Linked DNA regions of Rattus norvegicus: region 1 is linked to region 2. A link is a contact called in public Hi-C data. All regions are on one chromosome and are shown on one strand. The core of a region is the stretch at or near the end of the contact, and the rest is flanking DNA. Distances in the headings are between cores, read along the strand shown.

Evidence for each region. A called contact is a pair of places that touch in the nucleus more often than the background predicts.
Region 1: a contact with region 2 is called in a Hi-C map of Schwann cells, with 4 times the contacts expected there. The contact joins two enhancer-like sites. A contact is called at or near these places in 1 of 12 Hi-C or Micro-C datasets (Schwann cells) and 1 of 1 datasets of contacts at active chromatin or transcription factors (oligodendrocytes).

Annotation. Positions count from the first base shown.
Region 1 is chr5:26,576,039-26,583,733 of GRCr8, forward strand. LOC134486917 (a long non-coding RNA gene) reads right to left here and starts at 6,491. Exons shown (of 2, transcript XR_010066483.1): 1 at 2,751-6,491; 2 at 1,682-2,103. Within about 2 kb of position 3,378, at least 85 of the 93 cell types and tissues checked have an H3K27ac peak or open chromatin away from gene starts, as enhancers often do. A contact at or near this core is called in Schwann cells, where this site is marked.
Region 2 is chr5:26,358,327-26,365,917 of GRCr8, forward strand. No RefSeq gene overlaps it. Among named protein-coding and RNA genes, the nearest start is that of Rab2a, 110 kb to the right of the region's middle. Within about 2 kb of position 2,220, at least 50 of the 93 cell types and tissues checked have an H3K27ac peak or open chromatin away from gene starts, as enhancers often do. A contact at or near this core is called in Schwann cells, where this site is marked.

The DNA.
Region 1 (7,695 bases), core at 2,128-4,627, 220 kb after region 2:
GCTGGGAGAGATCAAGGGTAAAGTCAGCAAGGGTAGGCCCTGAGTATACGTCCAGCATCAAAACCAAACTAAAGCATTTGCTAACCTTTAAACTGGGAAATAAATCTTCCCTCCTACAGGTATGTCTGCTTAGCGAATGGTTGAAAATATAGTCAGAGGGGGGACCTGAGACAGGAATCCCAGCTCTTCACCCGCTGACTGCGAAACCATGGGTACACACCTACCTGCTAGGGCTTTTCAACTGAGAGTCAATAGGGCAGAGCAGTAATCCTTGCGTGCCCTCTCAAATGCTTGACGAAGTATAAAAGGGTGCTTAGCACAGGATCTGGCACTCAGCGAAGTTTCCATACAAGTTACTATCTATAACTCATGGTTATATGTGAGCTGCCAAGGCCAAGTTCCTGACCCAAGTCCAGACCTATTTTCAGGGCGAACTGTAGACCGTAGCCTATCAGCTGCTGCTTGCACTTACCAATGGTTATTTCCCTCGGGTTCAGCTCTACATTCAGTCACTCATTCAAAAGCTCACAAGTGAAAAGCAGTTCACCTACGAAAGCCAATTCATTTAAATGGTAGAAATTTTTATAAATTTGCTTCCTTCAAATACCTCCTGTTTCACTCCTGGGGATAACTACAACATTTTGTTGTTTATGTCTGGGTTATTACAAGTGTGAACTACCCCATACTCAACTGCTTTTTTTTTTTTTAATATAAAGAAATGAGTGCATACCTACTGATTTTTAAGATTTCTTTTATGTATATAAGTATACTGCAGCTATCTTCAGACATACCACAGGAGGGCATCAGATCTCATTACAGATGGTTGTGAACCACCATGTAGTGGCTGGGAATTGAACTCAGGACCTGCAGAAGAGTACTTGGTGCTCTTAACCACTGAGTCTTCTCTCTAGTCCATATCAATTGAATTTTAAACACTATTTGGGGAGCTGGCTGCTCTTCCAGAGGACCCAGGTTCAATTCCCAGCACTTTTATTGCAATTCACAAGCCATTTGTAACCCCAGTTCCAGGAATATAACACTTCTTCTGACCTACCTCTTCTGGTACCATGCATGTGTGTGGTACACAGGCAAAATACCCATACACCACCTAAGTTTAAAAAACTAAATATTTAAACAAGGCATTATGATATGTGTGTGTGTGTGTGTGTGTGTGTATGCATGAGCACTACACATACCATGGTGTGCATGTGGAAGAGAAGAAAAGTTTAGAAGAGTCCATTTTCTCTTCTACCTTTTGAGTCCCGAGTGTCAAACTCAGATCAACAGACTTAGTAGACTTAGTGGTGGGTGGGTGCCTTTACCCACTGAGCCATCTCCATTGCCCACTTCTGCTTTTTCATCCCTATATTGTAATGGAGGAGGGGGAAGGGAAGGGGAAGAAAAAAGGAGGAGGGGGGAGGGAGAAGGGGGGCAGGGGGGAGGGAGGGGGAAGAAAAAAGGAGGAGGGGGGAGGGAGAAGAGGGGCAGGGGGGAGGGAGGGGGAAGAAAAAAGGAGGAGGGGGGAGGGAGGGGGAGGAGAGGGAGTGAGAGAGAGGGGGGAGGAGGCGGCAGTGGCCAGGGCTGTCATTTGAGGAAGCTACAACATTTTAAATTTTCCCTTACATTTATCTGGTCCATTTCCCATGCCTGTCCCCTCCCATCCCCAACACACTAGCACAGATTTAAGGAAGGTCTGTAAGATAAATTTATTTAGCACCAAATCTCATTTGGTAGAAATCCCTCTAACAGGAAATGAGCTCATGTCTCTTGAAATGAAGCATGTCATTAACTTCATCTTCTTTTTTGGAGGTTTCTGTCCCTGCCTTTGCCATTCCCTAGTCTTAACATACTCATTGAGTAGTCTATTAAATGAAACCAGTTATTGTATATTGTGAAGAAGGCATGACAATGAAGCTAAAATACCGTTTACACAAGCCCGTTTTAACTTCAGAATACTTTTCCTCCATCCAGCTTCTTAGCAAGCAAATACTGAGTTTGTTCAAAGTTCTCTGAACATTTTCCATTTGCTTATCTCTTATTTCCTGTGTTTTTTGTCTTCTTCGTTGTCTTTTCATTCCTTCATTTTAAATAAAATCTTCTACACTGAGTAAAATAGAACAAGCACTTTTATTAATTTACAAAGTTAGGAGGCACTGTGTTGAATTTCACTACTGCATTTCATACAGACATAGCATACCTTGTTATTAGTCCGTGTTCTCCCTAAACTAGTCTTTATCTTATTGTTCCAGTACCCAGAAAACGTCTGTAGGGTAAAAGAAAATCCTTTCGGTTTGCTCAGAAACGGGGCTGCTCGGTACTTTCTAATTTCCCTTTACTCCAATATTAGACTCAATCAGAAACACTCTTAAAACAATTTCCATATACTTTTCAAAAAAATACAAGAAGTGTAATTCAAGGGCGGTTTGAAAGGTATCACCTATTCTAAGGCTTTGAAACACAAAAGGACATCTTAAAATTTTAAATCTAGAATCAGAATCAGTATTTTAACAGTGGAAACAAACTCAAAAAGCTAATTCAGTCTAGTAGTTTTTACTCACGTAGAAAACAAGCATTAAGACAAGATAAACCTTCCTCTATTCTACACCACACGCTTTTTTAATAGACTAGTTAATTTTGCCTAATTAAACGAACTGTCACAGGTTCTAATTAACCTTACAGACAAAACGAGTTGTTTTTACAAGTTGGCCCTTTTTAATTCCCTTAATATCCATTTAAAAAGAAACCTTTACCTCGAACACAACAATTTTATTTCCTGTTGGAAGACCGTGTGTTTTTTAAAGCGCACCTCGACACCTTCGCCCAAATCCGCGACCTCAAACAACTTAGCTTTCCCTTTCTGGGGTCCCCAGACCGCAAGGCTGGGGCAGTCGGGCGCAGGGCCTCGCCCGCACCATTTTGACCCGGGAAGGGCGGGACTTAGACGTCCAGCATTCTCTGCGCCTCTGCCAATCACAGGGACCGGCCGGCTGCGGAAGCCGGGCCTCCCAGGCCGCCCAGGCCGGTAACTCCGAGCGCAAGTCGCGGCGGCTGCGCGGCACTGGCCCTTTAAGCCCACGTTCTCCGGACTGCGACATCCGGGCACCGCGGGCCGCGGCCTCTGCCAGAGCCCGGTGGTCCGCAAAGCGGGGGGTTGGCGAGGGCAGAGGGCCCCCGGGACCCAGCCTAGCCCGATGCAGTTCAAGGACGCCTCGGCAGGACACCCGAACGAGGGTCACGGAAGCTTTCCTGCGGGGCCGCGCCGCGCGTGCCCGCACCGCTTCCTGCGCGCGCCCTGGGGGCGGAGCTACGCGAAGATAGCCAATCAGCGATGGTCATTTTGGGCCCGCCCCGGAGTCCTGGAGAGGGCCGGACCATGGGGAGGGCGGGGCGTGGGGAACCTGCTACCGGAGGTGGGGAATGGGCGGGGAGGAGCTGGTGGTGCGGTCCAGAGTCCCCGGTTCTGTCTCAGTCTGCGGCTTGGCAAAGCTGGGTGAGTTACGCACCCTGTTCAGAAAAGCGGTTCCTCAGAACCTTCCACGGGCAAAAATTTGGAAAGTTTGCACTCACTGGTGAAGTACGACTGTCTCCGGTTTCAATGTTTTGAAAGTGGATGCGTATTTTTAACGCGGTATTTATTAAAATTGCAAGCTAGTCATTCTAATGTTTAAACGCGGGAGTTGGAATAAACAAGCACGGCACTTTTTAAAATCAAACACGTTTCTATGAAATAGTCTTCCAAGGGGGGGGGAGATCAAGCAAGATTCTGTGTCAGCGGTCGGATGCATTCAGCTGATTTGTGGGCGGCACAGAGGTGTTGGTGGAAGGTTATTTCCAGGATTCACGGTGAGGTAATGGTGACCAACTCCTGCCCCAAAATCTCATTTCCCGTCCTTCAATCAGAGCGCTGGAGCCCCTACCTAATTCACTGCTGGTCTTAGGATTCAGAGTATTTTTGAAGTAAAAGAAAATAAATGCTGTCGGGCTATGCAGGAGACTGCATCCTCTTGCGGATCTCGTCCCTCTCGCCATGCGCCCTCCTGCTTCCAGACCACCTCTGTTCTGAAATCCAGGCGATTTCACTTGGAGGCTGGGAATCTTTTTACCTGGAGCTCAGCACCTGTCCTCAGACCTGCGTTTCGTATCTCAGCCATGGCAGCTCTACTTGGTCATCAGCCCTTCGCACCGCCTCATCCAGCTCCAGAATCCGTTTTCGTCCACACTTAGGCTCAGGGCTCCCGCCACTCTGGTTCGTGCCCCTGGAGTTTCCACTCGGATCCCGGCAGTTACCTGCCCACTGCGCGTGGCCCGCGCCTCTACCCCTCCCCCACCACCACAGTGGACTAAATGGATGGCGGTCCTTTTAATCCGATCACTTCCCTCCCGTTTTAAATCTTTTAAAGGAACGGCTGTGGCCCTCAGGATAAAAATCCCTTCTCCTAAGATTAGCTTTACAAAGTCCATTCAGTGCTCTATCTGCCTGGGTTTTAACCCCAGGTTCTGTCCTAACCTTTCCCCTGTTGCCTTCAATCTGAAATTGCTTTCAGTTTTCCGTGAGACTATCCAGGGGCTGCCGCACCTCCCTGTCTCCGTCTAGTGTAGTGGCTTTCTTCTCTTCTCCAAAATGAGAACTAGAGAATCTCGATGCTGCCGTGCCCTTAGCCCTTAGTACCGAGTTGTGAAGACCTCCCCTCTGGTTGTTTTATCCAACTCCTTTCCCCTCATAGCTGCCTGCTCACCATTGTTCCGAGTTTCTGGGGTGATCTTTGCAGTGTCTGGTCAGAGGACAATAACCCTTTTAGCATCCACACTGACCAACAACCACTGTAGCCTTAGACATTGTGGGTCGTTGCTATATTTTTCTTTTTGGAGTGCTGGGTAACAAGTTTTGAGAAACTTTATATATACATAACACGATACAAGTTTTAAGACACGAGTTTTAAATTAGTGTGTTTTGTTGATATAAATCTCTTAGCAATGACGTGTGTTGTGTGGCTTATTTCCGGGTTGAATCTTACCTATGATCAGAAACCCTTCTTTTAAGCACAGACTGAAGGTTTAAAACTCAGCTGAAATGTATGCCCCAATAATGATCGAGAGAAGAGATGGGGGAAGGAGGGGTATGAAGCTGAGAATTCTACTTCCTTGCTTGCAATCGCTTGGTACAATTACTATTGATATGTTAAGAAACTGCCCCAACATTGTATTTTTAAAAATATCCGGGTACTTTTAATACTTTTCCTTAATATGAACTGTTACTGACTATAACAAATCGAAACTCTCATTTTTCTGTTCTAAGGTGGCCACGATGACATACCTGCCTTTAGCAATGTAGTATTTTTAAACATGGTCCCGCTATTCACTTCACAGTAAAGTTAAACAAGAATTCTCTGTTAGGGGGTTGGGGATTTAGCTCAGTGGTAGAGCGCTTGCCTAGCAAGCGCAAGGCCCTGGGTTCGGTCCCCAGCTCCGAAAAAAAAGAAAGGAAAAAAAAAAAAGAATTCTCTGTTAGAGCAGCGGTTCTCAAGCTGTGTGTTGTGACCCCTTTGGGGTCCAACAACTCTTTCAGGGGTCACCTAAAACCATTGGAAAACACTGATATTTATATTACAACTTGCAAAAGTAGCAAATTTGCAGTCAAGAAGCACCAATGAAAAGAGTGTTATGGTTGGGAGTCACAAAATGAGGAGCTGTATTAAAGGGTCAAAGCATTAGGGAGGTTGAGAGGCACTGGGAGGACAAGGGACTTAGGCATAAGCACTGTGGTTGTTCCTTGGCCCCTTGATGGCTTTCCTCTTAACAGTTCAACCAACCTGTTCACTTGTTACGCTTTGATGCAAAGAGTAGACTTTAGTTTTAAAATACAGGTGAAAGAGAAAGGAATGAGTTTGTTGAAATACATACATATACATACATACATACACACAAACATACATTTGGAAAAAGTACAAAGAAATTAGTTTGTTTCTCATGCTCAACTGCTCTCAGAGCCTTAAGATCTTTTATGGCCCCTCTAATTTAAACATTACAATTAAAAACAATGTTTAAAGCATCATAATTATTTACTACCCCTACAGAAGAAATATTCTGCATATCTCATCTGCCATTTAAATGACTGCTATAATTAGATGATACAGCAAAATGATGCCTAAAAATGGCTTCTCTCCAGGGGTGCTGGCACACGCCTTAATCACAGCACTCAGGGTGAAAGAGGTGGGCAGTGGCAGGGGGATCTTTGTGAGTTCAAAGTCAGCCTGGTCTACAAAGCCAGTTCCAGGATAGCCAGGGTTCAGTTAGAGAAACCCTGTTACAAAAACCCATTTAAAAAAAAAAAAAAAAGGCTTCTCTTGGGCTGCAGAGATGGCACAGTGGTTGAGAACACTGGCTGCTGTTTCCCAGAACTCATGACTCATGTTCAATTCCCAGCACCCACATGATAACTGACAAACTATCTGTCACTCTGGTTCCAGGGGAACTGCCAACATGGTATGATAGCATATATGGAGGCAAAACACCCATATATACAAAAATAAATATTTTTTTAAAATTAACATTTGTTTGGAGGCTTGCAAAATCGGGATTAGGAAAACATTTAAAGTCTCTGGTCTAAGTCCTTTCAGGGAAAAAAAATGTTTATGGTGCTCATTTGGCAAAAGTCCAATAAATACACACATTTTCGTTTATCTTTTCCTTATTATAACTTTTATTATGTCAACTTTATTCGTATGAGTGTTTTGCTACATGTGTGTTTGTGTACCACATGGTGTCAGACACACCATAACTGGAGTTAGAGGTGGCTGTGAACCATGTGGGTGCTAGGAGTTGAACCCAGGTCTTCTGGAAGAACAGGTTGTACTCTTACCTCTTAGCCATTATCTTCAGCCTCCCTTTTAAAAACACATGAAAAAATGAGCATTTCAAACCTGCTGAATAGTAAAGAATTTTCTTAGTATTTGTCAAACTGTTTTGAATAGGTGTGCACACAAGAATTCATATAGAAACTGATGGTATTTTGGCAGTAGAAGCAGGACAGGTCTGATGTGTGAGCCCTGAGATCCATTATTGCCGCTGCTGCATTTGTCACTCTTAGCAACAGTTGCAAGTCCAATGGTTACTAAAAAGAACCTGCCAGTCAAGAATTGCTATGGAGAGACAGGTGACCTAGCATGGGAAAGTGAAAAGCATCAGGTGGAGCCAAGTCTGAGGCAGCCAGCCCCGCCTACCTTCTCTGTTCTGGATACTTTTCCTGTTGCTATGATAAATGCCTTGACCAAAAGTAGCACAGCAGGAAAGGGTTTATTCCACTTTTGGGTTACAGCCCATCAACGGGAAAGGAAGGCAGGAACTTAGAGGCAGAAACTAGAGACATTGAAGACTATTGCTTACTGGCTTGTTCTCCATGCCTTGTTAATTCCACTTCCTCCTCTTCCTCTTCCTCCTCCTCTTCCTCCTCCCCTTCCTCCTCCTCCTCTTCCTCCTCCTCCTTCTCCTTCATCTCCTTCCTCCTCTTTTTTCTCCTTTCTTTTCTTTCTCCTTCCTTCTCCTCCTCCTCCTTTTTTGGTGGGGGAGAGCGGGGGGAGGGGGGGCTTGAGACTGTTTCTCTGTGCAGCTCTGGCCATTCTGGAACTCACTCTATGGCCCAGGCTGGTCTTCAAATTCAGAGATCCACTTGCCTCTGCCTCCTGAGTGCTGGTACTA
Region 2 (7,591 bases), core at 970-3,469:
AGATCACATTGTAAAAATAGATTATTATTATTATCATCATCATGATCATCATCATCATCATTATAACTGTTCTCATACAGGAATTTAAGTATTCTAATTAACATTGTGCTTTGACTCACTAGAAAGAAAGAAGGTTTCCTCTGGCCTTGTTGGACATGAGTGGGAGAAGAGGCCCTTGGTCCTGTGAAGGCTTTGAGCCCTAGTATAGGGGAATGTTGGGGCAGGGAGGTAGGAGTGGGTAGGTGGATGGGGAAGCTCCCTCAAAGAAGCAGTGGGAGGGGGATGAGATAGGGGTTTCCAGAGGGGAAGCTGGGAAAGGGGATAACATTTAAAATGTAAATAAATAAAATATTCAATAAAAATAAATTTAAAAAAGAAAGGTTTCTCAGATGTCCACAATACAGGTTCACCCTCCTACCCTCATCAGGCAAATCAGGACCCAAGAAGCTGGGCTCTACTCCTTCTGGGCATTTGCCAAACCGAGCTAATTCACACAGTCAGCTAGAGGGTGACAATTCCTGCATTCTCTCCTCAAAGACGTTTGCATTGCTTATGGCTGGATATCTAGGGGCAGGATGCCACTAACCCCTGGTCTGTTGGTAAGCAGAGAGCAGATATCCATGGCAAATATCTCAGGTAGTGGTCAGATGCTTTGTTGACAAAAGAGGGCTCACCATCTGGAAGGCTGGAAATCGGAGACTAATTTGAAAAAGGGGGGGTGGCCTCGAGGTGTCTAAATTTCACTCTGGTTCAAATGTGGGTTTCTAACTCAGGCTTAATATGATCTAAGAGTCAGTCTCCGGGGAACCCTCGGCTGAATTTGAAATTTGTGCCACAGGACAAGTTTCAAATTTCTCTAAACCCCAACTTGCTTATTTGTCAACAGGAGTAATGCACTGGTAGAGCTGTGATTAGTACTTGGAAGAACGCCGCTCGGATCGCAGCACATGGCATGCAAGACAGAAAGGGTCCCATACACGGGAGTCCTTGTCACTTCACTTCATGAGTTAAGACTGATTAGCTCTGCAGTCATAACATCTTTAACTAGAAGGGACTCTCGGGGTCTCCCAGCCAACTACGCCTTTCTAGCATCCAGCCAAGCAGAGGTAACTATGCAGGACCCAGGACTTCTTCCAAGATACTCAGTGTTGGACAGAAACCCTCCATTAGGGCCATTGCCAACAAAAGTGAGGATGGAGGTGGTATAAAGTCACGTTTGCCAAAACAGGCCGTGTGTATCAAAATACAAACTAATTTTTTTCGTGCATGATTGAGTTGCCAAGTGCTGGTTGTCCTCCTGGAAACCCCCACTGAAGGTGACACCTTCCTAAAGACGCTTTGAAAACACGCTTCCTCCAAAATCTCTCACCGGGCACAGCTGTTAAAATCCAGTCGCCAGGTAGATATGAGCAATTTCTTTCCAACAAAGCTAATAGAAGAGAGGCTGCTCTGGAAGCCTCAGTTTGCCTCACTTATGCCTGGAAAGTACACGGTGACACTCAGCTGGTGCCTGGCACCGGTGGAGGTATCATTGACGCACTGAAGACCATGCCAGGAGTCACAACTGTGCCACCTGCATTCTGGCTAGGAATCACAAGCCTGCCAGGAAAATTCAAACAAGCCTGGTTTGTCCTTTCCTGATCCTGGGGGCTAGAGGACACCGTTAACTATCGGCTCCACCTCCCATCTGCAGCTCAACCTTGCTCGCAGAGTCATTGTCTCCCCCCTAAGACCCATGGGGTCCCCTTGCCAAGTGGTACCAATAAGGAGCAGCTGCCTTCCCAACTCGATTATTAAGGACTTTGATGGATTCTGTTTTCCCAGATTGCTTCTCTTCCATATCCTTGAGAGAACATCGATGCCCCATGGAAGGAAACAAACATTATCGTCACTGACCTTGGAGTCAAGAGAGATACTTTTTCAGGCTTAGGGACTAATAAAATGGTGCCGTCTAACCTCCACATTATGCTTGTCCTGGAGCATGTACAAAACACACACACAAGCGCACACAGCTTCCTAGCGAGCGCTTCTGATCACAGTTACTTTCTCAGACCTCTGATTAGCTGGTTTCAGGAAGGAGCTGCTCTCCGGTCTATGTATGGATAGACAGCGCTAGCCTCAGTCCTCCAACCAACAAGCCTCTCATTGTAAGGCACGGTGGGTCCCAGTGGATGTCAAAAGCCCCATTCTATGCTCGGTGGATCGTTCACATAAAGGATACCCACACACACTCTGCTGCAGACAGGGACAGACCTAGCTCTGCAGATGTCCCTGCCGCCACCCTGTCCCTTTCGCCCATCACAAAAACTTGGGTCTCTTTCCAGAGACTTGCACAAAGCTCGATTCAGACTCTGCCTGTAACTGGTGCATACTTGGCCTGCAGATGGACAGAGATGGAGAAGAAGGGGTCCCAGTGTTTCTCCACACTTGCCTGGGAAAGCTTGGGAATTCCTGGCTTCTTTACCAACTTTAGTTCTGGCTTGGAGAGAGAAAAAAAAAAAAAAGCAGCAAGCCAGAAAGTTGCCAATGGTTTCATTCAGTCCGTGAGACTGGGTTATTGCAAGTCTGCTCGTGAGACCACCAATACACAAAAGTCAGGAAATCCAGGAAAGCCATTCCCACACCCACTGATGCTTCCCACACATAGATGACCCTTGTCCCTGCCTGGGCTCTAGACTCTGGGCACATTGGTGGAAGCAATGCTGGGGTATGTCAGTCAGGGATTGGGCTAACGGGGGGAGGGGTGACCTCTGGGTTACATTAAAATGTAACTCTTATTAATCAGTTATTTTAAATTTGATCATAAGCACTGAAGAGTACCCAAACGGTTAGTGAAAGGCCTGATAAAATGTTTACCACACAAACAAACATCTGTCATCAGTGTTTGGTCAGGAAGTTTGGCAATGCCAGCACTCAGAAGCCATGCACATACTCTTCCCCATCTCCACTGTGATAATGAAGGCTGGCGATAGAGGCTGGAAAGGGAATATAAGGTAAGGAGAAGCTAACATGAGAGGAGATGTGATAACACATTAAAATGTCCCTGGAGGTGTGTGTGTTGTGACAAGTATATGTCATTTTGTCACTGGAGAGGCTGGGGTGGGAGGACTGCAAGGATGAGACCAGCTTGGGCTCCATAGAGCAGTCCTGTCTCTGAAAAGCAAAGAGGGTTGGGGGGGAGGAAGAGGAAGAAGAAAAGGTGAGAAGAGGAAGAAGAGGAGGAGGAAGAAGAAAAGGGAGAAGAGGAGGAAGAGGAGGAGGAAGAGGAGAAGGGTGAGAAGAGGAGAGGAGGAGGAAAGGAAGAAGGAAAAAGAGAAGGGGAGAAGAGGAGGAAGAAGAGGAGGAGGAAGAAGAGAAGGGGAGAAGAGGAGGAAGAAAAGGAGGAGGAAGAGGAGGAGGATGAAGAGAAGGGGAAAGAGAAGAGGAGGAAGAGGAAGAAGGAAAAGAGGAGAGAAGGAAGGAAGGAAGGAAGGAAGGAAGGAAGGAAGGAGAGAAAGGAAGGACAGAGGGAAGACAAAAGGGGGTGCAGGAAGGACAGAGATGGGCCAAGGAGAAGGTAAAGAGGGAGAGAGGGAAAGAGAAGGGAGGGGGAGTCTCACACTATGGCGCTTCCTTGACAGGCCTTGTTCAGTTGCTGTCCCTGGATCTGAAGAGCAGAGCACAGGACAAGGACTTCGGGTCCTCTGGAAAGTGCACAGATGCTATTTCCAGAAACAGATAGGCTGTTCTGGCAAACTTTCTTCCAGGCAGAGACTCCTGGAAGAGGAAACACACATAGACATTCTGCCCTGCCCTGCCACGTTGGCTAGGGTGGAACCACACCAAGCCTCTGGGGCAGGTCTGGAATTCCTGGTGTTATATAGTGACGGCCTCAGGTTTGAAACCTTCCGTCTTGGAGGGACGCTAGTTAGGACTCAGGAAGTTCGAAGTGGAAGTGAAACACTCCATCCTGCAGAGAAACTGCTTAAACAAGTAACTCAGTAGCTTCGGGAAGTCCTTGAAACAGGTTCCTCCCTCCCCAAACTTATGTAAGCAGTGTGGATGTCCTAGGGCACTGAGCTTCCTGGGAAAGGCGGAGATGTGTGTAGAACTCGTCAGAATCCATCCAGGGCACTGCTGCTCCAGGCCTGCACAGATCTCTTCTTTCTGAGCGTCAGTCTGGGCCCGCTGTGGGTCAGAGGCCTTCCCGCCTTTTCACACAGAAAGTTTGGCACATTCTGCAAGGTTAGTGTTTCTGGCCCATGAGTGCCTAGCCCTCATCACTGCTTCCTCACGTAGTTCCAACTGTACCACACTGCATTCTAACTCTCCCTTGTGACACTTGCCCCACTGAGTGGGCCGATTCCCTTCTATCAGCATCAGCTTTCTCTAGGTCTACAATGGATGATGGATGATGGACGGACGGATGGATGTGTCGCGTGTAGTTTTAAAATCGCTACCGCCTTTGCCCGGGTTGCTGCGCTACCAGCCCAGGTGACCGCGTTACCAGCCCATTCCCTCGGATAAAACACACACACACACACACACACACACACACACACACAAGTTATTACTTTACAACTTGCCTGCAGGCACAATTGCTGGGCGCAGATATCTCCCGCCTGGAAAAGCGTGCCCTTACCCACGTATTATCTCCTTCTCTCCACCTGCCCGAAACTTAATGGCTAGTCCTACCTAGCCCCTGCCAAACATCTTTAGCCACCCACCTGTAGTGGAGGCCACAGGCCCAAGCTCTCCCCAGACCTCACGTGATTGCTGCATTCTTCTAACTCCAAAGCATGGCAGAAAGAGCCCTCTCCTTCCTTGTGTATCCTTTTCCTCCTGGGACCGGGAAGTCCCACCTGTACTTTCCTCCCAGTAATTGGCCCCCAGACTTCTTTACTGACAAATCAAGAACCAATTGGGGAACAAGACCTTTTCATCAGAATCTCCCCTTTCATGGATGGATGGATGGATGGATGGATGGATGGATGGATGGATGGATGGATGGGTGGATGGATGGGTGGATGGATGGGTGGATGGATGGATAGCGGATGAATATGGATACTGGAAATTGTTTCATAAAACCTAAAATGGTTCATTTCTATTCATTTTTTAATCTTCATGCACTCCTTGTTGTCTGGATCTCAAGCTGTTCCTTTTGCCCCAGACCCCATCCTTACCCTGTAAGAGGATACCTAGGTCTTTGCCACTTCAGCGGCACCTAGAACCATTCCACATTTGCCATGTGACTGGTGAGGAATTTGTCTTCCTTTCAAGTATCATTGTTCTTTCTGACTAACTTTCAGGGTTGACGGTTTGGGTAGATGGGTGCTTCTTTCTTTTACTTCAAACAGCAAATATGGGGCAAATAGTCTTATGGGGGGGTAGGGAGGAATTATCAAATGTGCCAGAGAATTGCTACCCAAAGAGCAAAGGCATAGGGGTTAGCCACTCACCCACACTGCTCCTCAACAGACGGTTGAACTATAGGGATTCTGGGAAACATACAGTGCATTCATTCGATGAAACACGTATCCAGAGCTGCTTCATGGCCAGCTGACAGCATTCTCCATGGAGGAAGAGTTTGGAACCACACTCCTAGGATACAAGGCATTCCGAATATACGTGGAGAAAGTTCACAATAAGACACAGGGACTGAGTAAAGTGTAAACGGTAGGAGGAATAGAGAGGGAAGCAAGTGGAGATATAAGATGAATTAAGGAGCTCCTTAACATGGAAAGGCAGTGTGGGGAAGTTTGATCAAGGAAAGTGCACCAATAATGTCACTGACTCATTGGTAGTACACTAGGATTGCATAGCAGAAGAGCCCCAAAGCCGGCACAAAATGCTGGCACCACAGAACTCAAACACATGATTAAAGGCACCTCACTTGGCAAGACACTTCACAGAAATGTCAGCCATGATGCCCACCAATATAGCTGGATTTAAATGTTCCTCAGATCAACTTACCCCAGGATGCTCCCATGTGGTGTCTGTTATGGTCTCAATTTTTAAGGGAAAAAAAAAAACCTTAGGGTAGCGCTCTAGAAGTACAAATTAAGAACAATTCTGGGCTGGAGAGATGGCTCAGTGGTTAAGAGCACTGACTGCCCTTCCAGAGGTCCTGAGTTCAAATCCCAGCAACCACATGGTGACTCACAACCATCTGTAATATACATTAAATAAACAAATATTAAAAAAAAACAACAATTCTATTTTCGAATTTGAGGCACAGTCCACAAAGTACATAGTCTAGACTCAGAAAGTTAGCAGAACATGAAAGGGGAAACTAAGGGGCTTGTTCAAGATTAAACCTCAGGTGGCAGATTCCCAGAGTCCAGACACTCAGGAAACTGGGGCAGGAAGATAGATAGGGCATTCCACACCACACCAGCCTAGTGTATAGTGAGACTCTGGGAAAATGAGAGACCGGGGAAGGAGAGATGGGGGAGAAAGGAGGGAGAGAGGAAAGAAGGGAGGGGGAACTGAAGACAGATGCCAGCTAAATGAACTGTGGGACACTGGATTGTACCCTGGACATGTGTTCTGTTCCTTTTCTATACAGGAAATAGATTACAATGAAAACAGTTGTAAAAAGTGACTAAGGACTAAGATTCAATGTACAATATCAGTGTTCTTTTTTCAGTTTTGTAGTGCCTCTGAGATCAAGTATCTTTGATTTTAAAAGCCCACATTGAAGGGGAATTTGGGCTTGATATGATACAGGTACAATGAACATGAATGAAATATGTGTGTGTATGTGTGTGTGTATGTATGTATGTATGTATGTGGTATGTATACACACACACACATACCACATTGAGATATCTGGGATACAGAAAGGAAAGTGTCATACTTGTTACAACCAGCATCGTGGAAGCTTCAGCAGGACTAAAGCTGCAAAACACCCTGCAAAGACCGCCAAACAGCACAGCACCTGAGGTATTGCTAAGACCTGCTCTCCACTGCAGTATGTGAAGCCTCAAACTATAGCTGCTCGCCTCGGCTGCCCTTCATCGGAGGACACAAGATCCTGCCAGCCAGATACTTACTGCCACTCTGGTGCACCAAGTACCTCACAGGCACTGTGCACATGACCACACATGTGTTCACACATGAGAAGCCCAAGCTGGCTAAAGGTCACGCAGCTGAATGGGATAGAAAAACTGAACCACTGTTCTATCCCAGTGTCCTCCATTATTTCTGTGAAGAGTGAGATGTGTCCATGTCATGGGTGCTCAGTGGAGTTCGGCTTAATTACCTGATCCTCTGCCAAGAACGGTCCCTGCAGATACATAGAGGAATTGGGTCCTTAGGCTGCAGGGCTAAGGTCCCTTTGTTTACTAAATGTTTTGCAGAGTTCTGTCACATCGTGTATTCTATGAGCTCAACATCGGGTGTTTTGGAAGAGGAAAAGCAGGGTAACATAGTGAAATTTTTTTAATGTAGCAATTGATGAAGTCGTGGCCTTATGCCATTTAAACTTGGCTGTAAGATTCAGTCAGGAAGCGGATCTCAATCTTCCTAGTGCTGTGACCCTTTAATATGGTTCCTCACGTCACGGTGCTACCCAGTCATAAAATTATTTTCATCGTTATTTCATAGCTGT